2 separate regions of the Sus scrofa genome follow, and region 2 is linked to region 1. Evidence: chromatin contacts called from public promoter capture Hi-C data. All regions are on one chromosome and are shown on one strand. Each heading gives the region's core, a stretch centred on a gene start, on an enhancer-like site or on the middle of the called end of the contact. The rest is flanking DNA. Distances are from core to core; before and after follow the strand shown.

Evidence for each region. Promoter capture Hi-C pulls out the DNA fragments that hold promoters and counts their contacts.
Region 2: a promoter capture Hi-C map of liver shows a contact between it and region 1, with 3 times the contacts expected there. The contact joins the promoter of STRN here to the promoter of HEATR5B in region 1. A contact is called at or near these places in 1 of 5 promoter capture datasets (liver), 2 of 47 Hi-C or Micro-C datasets (heart right ventricle and liver) and 1 of 2 datasets of contacts at active chromatin or transcription factors (alveolar macrophages).

What each region holds. Positions count from the first base shown.
Region 1 is chr3:103,109,855-103,113,647 of Sscrofa11.1, forward strand. HEATR5B (HEAT repeat-containing protein 5B) reads left to right here and starts at 2,168. Exons shown (of 36, transcript XR_002342772.1): 1 at 2,168-2,294; 2 at 3,144-3,291. GPATCH11 (G patch domain-containing protein 11) reads right to left here and starts at 2,142. Exons shown (of 9, transcript XR_002342775.1): 1 at 1,988-2,142.
Region 2 is chr3:103,247,764-103,251,461 of Sscrofa11.1, forward strand. It overlaps STRN (striatin), which reads left to right and starts at 2,063. Exons shown (of 19, transcript XM_013996218.2): 1 at 2,063-2,440. The coding sequence starts at 2,207.

The sequences.
Region 1 (3,793 bases), core at 918-3,417:
TGTTAACCACTGAGCCACAACGGGAACTCCTGTTTTTAATATTTTTTAATGTCTATCTTCCCAACATAAACCACAAGGGCCACTCCCCTGTATACCCACTGCCTACCACTGTGTCCCACACATCCTAAATTCTCAGTGCTTAGCTATGACAAGGACAATAGAAGTCTTTAATTATATTTACGATTTTGTAATAACAGAATACTTTTTTCCTGTGTCATTATATCTTATTTTTCTAAAAATATTTTTGTTACCATATCAGAGAACTGCATAAAATAAATATATAGTTTAGTACATTTTTATGAGGCAAACACTCTTGTAACCATGTAGTAGCCTCCCCAGTGGCCTCCAATGATTCTTGCCTCTTGGTTTCCAACATCCTCATGTAGTCCTCTTCCACAGTGAACAGGTTAGCCTGTGTAACCAAGAGGATATTGTGGAAATGGTGGAGTGTGACTTCTTAGTCATAAAAGGCACTATAGGTCTTAGATCACTCTAACTCTTAAGTTAGTTAACTCACCCTGGAGGAAGTCAGCCTTTGAGTAGCAAGGATATTTAAGCAGCTCTATGGAAAGGTCCACACAGGAGGAACTGAGGCCTCCTGCTGACAACCAGCACAAACTTGGGAACAACATGAGTGAGCCACCTTGGAAATGGATCCTCCAGCCCCAGCCAAGCCTTCAGATGACTCGGTGTGGGCTGGCATCTTCGCTACAACTTCTTAAACTCCAAGCTGAGTTAAACCACTAACAATCTCCTGACCCACAGAAAGTGTGAGATGATAAATGATTATACTTATTTCTAGATGAGAAATTTTAGAATAATTTGTTATACTTCAAAAGATAACAGAAATTACCCACATTAAGAGATAGAACCTTGTCAGTCACCCAGAAGCCCTTTGTCTCTGACCTTATCCTATCTCCTCCAGCCACTTCCCTCCTTTTCTTTATGCTTTCATTATTCACACACACATCCTTAAACATTATAGTTTAGTTTTGCTTATTTTTCTTTTTATTATAGTACAGTAAGTTAAAAGTATGTAAGATTATATACAACAATTGTGGTAATTCACCCAGTGTCTCTAAACCTCAGATGTTTCATTGGCAATAGTAGCTTTTTTACACATAATGGTTTAGCACCTACCTAGTATATCACACATTTTTATCCCATTAAATTATCATTAACAACTCTGTAAGGTAGGAATAGAGAGTCCCACTTTCTAGTTGAAGAAATTAAGATTCAGTATGGCTAAATGCCTTGCTTCATACTACAAAAAAATCTCAGAACTCATTCTACTGGAAATAGGATTCGATTATTTTTAAGGGACCCATTTGGGTCTAAAGTGCTAGGCAGATCAGATTGGGGGTTACAGGTCTTTTAAAAGCCTCATTCTTATGAGTACAGTATACTTTAGCATCATCTATTCCTTTCAAGCACAAGCATAAACTTCGTAAGGCGATAATCCAGGCAGAATGATGGTGGCTTGGACCACAGTGGAGGCCGTGGAAGTGTTGGGAAGTGATCGGATTCTGGCTATATTCTGAAGACAGAGCTAAAACAATGTGCTGGCGGACTGGAGGTGGCGTGTGAAAGATCGACGTCAAAAATTACTCCAAAAGGCTTTTGGGCTGAATGGAGTTACGAGTGTTTGAGAGCAGTTAGATTGTAGTGTCAGGTTTTGTTTTGTGTTTTGTTTTGTCTTTTGGCATAGAGCGGGCGGGAGAATCCCATTACACATCCTAGTGGAGAGATGGACTACGTAGTTGAATGAACCCTAGAAAGGTGACAAGAAACGCCTGAGTCCCAAACACTCCCCTCAGGGACCGCTGACACCCCCTCTCTCGCGCCCCTCCCAGCTGCAAGCGTCCCACAGACGGGACCACTCACGGGTGGTAACACTGGCGATGGCGTGATGGATAGTCATAGACTGTGCACTGATCACCGCCCTTCACCATTCTATCAGGCTCCCATAACTCCTTCGCTTCCTTACCTGGCAGCTCCTCACCTGAGGTCAGCTGGCAAGAACGCGAGCCGCGAAGACGCTTACCAATCCGCGCAAGACCACTGGGCCTCTGCTCGCCTCCGAGTTTCAGCAGACAGAATCAATTGGAAAGCTGCGGCAATCGGGGCGGGGCTAGGCGGACGTGGTTAAGTGCGCTTGCGCAGGATCAGCTTTCCGCGCAAGCGCTCTTTCCCCGCTTCCGGCTGGTCTGGGAGCGGGAGGCGGGGCATCCGGGTCCTTTGGAAGCGGCTTCTGGCTCTGGACCTCAGCTGACCTGCCCCTGCTAGACTAGGAGGTGAGGTTTCCCCATTCCGCCGCTAAAGCGTGCACGTTGACATGCACACCCCTCCCAAAGGACCCCACTACATTGTCAGAGGGCTGGGGGCCGAATTCGAGTTCGTAGTGAACATTTTCCCTTTTCAGGCGGCGGGCTCGTTTCCGAGCCGCCGCCGCCTCCTGGGGCTGACAGCCCGGTGAACTGGCCGAGGCCTGCGGCGGCTTCTTGCATTTCCCACAGGCCCGGAGTCACTCCAGAGTCCTGCAAGTAGCCAGGTTAACCCAGCCCTGCAGCTGCGCGGCCTCGGCCAGCTGCGTTCTTGGACCGCCCACTCCAGGGGTTGTTGCTGAAGCTTCGGCTGCCGCAGGGACCTAGCCGCCGCCCCCTCATCCTCGTAGGAAGACTCTGAGGCTTTCAGTGCGGAATCTTTCTCCTGGGGCGTTTTGATGTCCTCCTGGGGCAGGTGCAGCAGGGGAAGGGGAAGGGTGCTGTGCACCCAGCGGTGAAAGAGAAAAAGGAAGATGAGTTATCAGGCCCAGCTGGTGTTTAATCTCGTGCTTCAGTTTTCCCATTTATGGAATGAATTAATGACGTGTTGCTAGGTATTTTTTTTTTCTAGAATAATGTCTTATTTGCAGTATTTAATTTTTTTGACCCCATTATTCATTCTTCCTCACCAGGCATGTCTTTCATTTGTTTTTGTTTGTACCCTTGTCCTTTAAAATTAAAATGCAGGGTCTCAGGTTTTACCTCAGAGATGTTAAATTTCCCCCAAATGAAATGAGATTTCTGTGTGACTACATTAATTAAGCTTGATATTTAACATTAACAGGTCCTTACTGGTATTTCAAAATTTGTTTATTTAAGGTGTGAATTTAAAGCTTCAGTAATGGAGTTAGCCCACAGTTTATTGCTGAATGAAGAAGCTTTGGCTCAAATCACTGAAGCAAAGAGACCAGTTTTTATTTTTGAATGGTTGAGGTTTCTTGATAAAGTTTTGGTTGCTGCCAACAAGGTATGGTATTGCTTTTTTTCTAGTTGGCTTAACTTTACAAAGAGTATTTTGTGTTCATAATTTGTAAGAAAACACAGTGTATTTTGGAAAGGTTGTGGGTCACTTATGGAACTTGAGAATATTGCACTAAGAGTTTTTTGTCTGTCCTTTTTCTATCCCGTGGCAAAACCCAAACCTCATTTAAATTCAGTTTATTCCCTGGATAGAGATTTTTTGTTTCTACCTGGACATCTGAATGTGAGTGGGGAAAAACATGATTTTGTGATTGCTGTCACTTTAAATTCATTATCTCCAACATCAAGTGGTCCATCAGTGCTGTGTAGCAATTCCATTATCTTCACTAATCTCTCTGAAGAGTTAATAGTAGGTTTTCTCCCCTCATTTTCTTTCTTTCTTCATAATCTTTTCACCCAGGTTACTTTTATTTGTGTTTTATTTTTGGTCTTTAAAATTAGATGCTTTCCTTAACCATCCGATGATTTTTGGCTGTCTGCTCAAATTT
Region 2 (3,698 bases), core at 813-3,312, 140 kb after region 1:
CTTCTTTTCCTTTCTTTTTTTTCTTTTTTTTTTTTTAGGCCACACTTGGGACATGTGAAAGTTCCTAGGCCATGGATCCATCCTGTGCCATAGCAGCAACCCAACCTGCTGCAATGACAATGCAGGATCCTTAAACCAGTGCACCACAAGGGAACTTCAAGACATGTTTTCTATTAGAGGGGGAAAAAAAAACTTTTAACATTCAAAAACAAAAAATTGCAATCTTGTAAGATTACTTAAATCCCTCAGATGAAAAAATACGCCATTGTTGCATTACTGTCCCCTCAATACTCTGATAGATTTGATAAGTAAGGGAGGAGATAATCTGTTAATGGAAAGATTGATGAACTAACAATCAGTAATTCTCATTTCTAGTTTTGCCTGCGCCACTCACTCAAAGTCTTATTGTGAAAAAGTTAAACTTCTTTAGAATCCCAAACCGTAAAATGAGAGGACTGGGCAGTATCTCAAAGGATACTTACAGCCAAAATAATTTATGACACAGGGAGTTGGCCAGGCCTGGATCAAACTTTTATTACAATAAAGAATGAATTCATAAAGCAGAAACATTCAATAACTGGGAGAAGAGAGCTAGCCATCTTTATTTGCAACCAGAGCAGATACAATGTGTTTCCTGTCCTTTCCACAAGTAGCAGTGGGAAGAGGGGGAGGGGGAATACAGGGACAGGATGTCCTTCCCTGACATGTCACTCACTAGCCTATATTTTTATATTTTTTTCCATGGCCATTAGGTTTGATATCCCAGAAGCCCATCCCACAAAAGAACTACAAATAACTTTTTGTAGGGACAAAATAAGTGCTTAATTTCATTTTCACTTGTTAAATTTTTTCAGGTCCCTTCCTTTCATTATCATTGTAGTGTGAATTAATAAGTGACATAATTTCAAGAACTTGGGAGAAGGATAACATTTAGAGAGAAACACTTGAAAGGACTTTGATGGGCCTTTGGTAGATTAATACTATTGCCAGATTGCAAGTGAAACGTGGAAGAAACTGGGAACCGGACAAGTGAAAAAGGAGAGGTGCCCGGATACCTAAGATAGCTCTAGGGAGTAGAAAGGGATTTTGTTCTTTTAAATAGTGTAACTTTAGGGCATTGCGAGAATTGATTGTATAGTTGCCAGTCTGCCTTTGAAGACAGGAACTGTGTCATTTATCTTTATATCCCCAATGAGATAACTTACAGTCAAATATTTGTTGAAATGTGTACCGACTGCTCAGGGATAAGGAAAAATGAGTTCGAAATAAAAGAGCCTTGGATATTTGTAACGTTTACAGGATTTACTGCAAGCTATAAAGGAGGTGAAGCAGAGCCCTGTTTTAGATGTGGTGTCACCAAACCAAAAATTGCAAGAAACAGAAAGCTGCTGTGTTGCGTTCAGGACAGAGAGATGATTAGTTCCTTCTAAATGAAAAGTGATCAGGCAACAGGTTTGACTGAACCTCTAGCGAGAAAAAAGGCAGGAACGACCGCGATAAGGAGATGGACAGAAGTGGAGTGTCTTGGGTCAGAGAATCACTCTAGACAGAGCAGAAGGGAGAGGTCCGAGCGTGCTGGCTAGAGAATCCCGGGCCATGGGGTCGGACCGGCGAAGCTTGCTTTGAGCTTGTTTCTTAACAGAACTACCAGGAAGCCGTAGGAGATGTGCAGCTTAGGCTGGCATTTCGGCGCGGTAACTTCCGTGTGTGTGTGTGTGTGTGTGTGTGTGTCTGCAACAGTGAGCGCCTTGTGTGTGTGTGTGTATGCGCGCCACAGTGAGCGCCGCCCAAGAACTTCCGCGTGCTAGGGAGGCTGGAGGACCGCCAGCCAGCCCCTGCTTAACCAAGAGGAAACCCGCGCTCCCCGCCGGGGGCCGCCCCTTCTCCGCCATGGGCTGGGGCGGGCCCGGGGGCGGGGCCGCGGTGGAGCCGCAGCCGGTCGCAACCCCTCAGGCAGCCCGGGCGGTGCTCGCCGGCACCACGCCCCGCGACTACATTTCCCAGCAAGCCCCGCGCCGCCCGCGCACCGCAGTTGACCCATTTCCCGGCCCGTCCCGAGCTCGGCCGGCCCCCGCGCCCAGGCGGCTGCTCCCTGCTGACTGGGGTGTGGGCGGGGAGCGGCGGAGGGAGGAGGAGACGCTGCTGGCCGCCGCCGTTGCCTCAGCTGCTGGGCGCCTGGGCAGCTCCCCGGGTTCCTGCGGCCGCCATGGACGAGCAGGCGGGTCCCGGCGTCTTCTTCAGCAACAACCACCCGGGCGCCAGCGGTGCCAAGGGTCTCGGGCCTCTGGCGGAGGCTGCCGCGGCCGGCGACGGGGCGGCTGCGGCGGGGGCGGCGCGAGCCCAGTACAGCCTCCCGGGAATCCTGCACTTCCTTCAGCACGAGTGGGCCCGCTTCGAAGTGGAGAGAGCCCAGTGGGAAGTAGAGCGGGCGGAGCTGCAGGTAAAGACCCTCCCGGCCTGGCCGTCTTCATCCCGCCTCTCCGCTCTCTTCCGCCCCGCCCCGGACCCTTCCCCCTCCCCCGCTCCGCTCGCTCGTCCCCTCCCCCTTTGCTCCAGCCCATCCCACCCAGAACCTCATCCCCTTCCTCCCTTCACCTTTGCCTTTAGGTGACCCCACTTCCTCGACCCGGGTTCCCACTCCCAGCTCCCCCCCCCATGCGTTGTTTACCCTCCCCGCACCTTTTCGTCTGCTCCTTCCCACTCTTAACTCTCAGGCTTGTTTGAACTCTCTCGCCATTCCACATTTTAGGTCTTCCCTTTCAGTTTACTAATTGGGCTGACAGTAGTTTTGAGAGATGAGCAAATCATCCCCTATCCTAGTGAGTGGCCCTCCTAGGTCTAGAGAAGATGCCTGGAAAAGGTATTGACAGTTGGCGCCTCTCTGTGAGGAAGGCGATCAGAGAAGACAACAGAAGTTGTATCCGTGAGGCCTTGACTTTAAGGCAAGAAGCTGCCGTTGGGTCAAAGTGTTACTAGGAATATCTGCTCCCTTTTTATATATGTAAATGTTTCTTCTTTTACTTCTTCCTCATCCCATCCCGCGTTTCTTTTAGATATTTCAGACTCGTGGATTTTGAATGAAGAATCTAGATAGATAATCACAGTCAGATAATGGTTCAGAGATGGTTTCTTGTTCTCAGAATCTAAAACTTCCCAAGGGTTAATTTTATGTTCAGGGTTTTGTGAGACTGACTTGTACTTTAAAAGGAACTAAAAGGAGCTTCAAAGTTGGTTACATTTCCTTGCATAATCTACAAGATAAAGTATATCCAGGGAGGAGCTATTGTGGGATCTTGGAAGAATGAAAGTGAGGCTGATACTTTGCAGGCCATTCTGAACTGGTAAGTAGGTTTCAGTGGCTGTTTTTAAAACTTCCAAGGCATACACTAATTTCACAAGGAATTTAAAGAACTACGAGTGGCTCTGCCTTTCTGTCTTTCTGGCTAATCCTGTATGCTTGTGAAATCTGAGTATAGTTTTGGTTGGTGAAACACTTGAAGTTAAAGTGCTACCCACTGTGTCACTTTTTTTGGTACCATGTATTTTCTTTGGCACTTAAGAGGAAAGAAGAAACAATCATGTTAAATAGAATCATGTGCTGTAACAGGCTGCTTTGGTGTAGTGCAAGTGGTTGTGGAAAGAGCAAGCAGAAGGGGTTACAGTATAAGCTGTGCTTGCTGCCTGCTCTTTGACCTTGA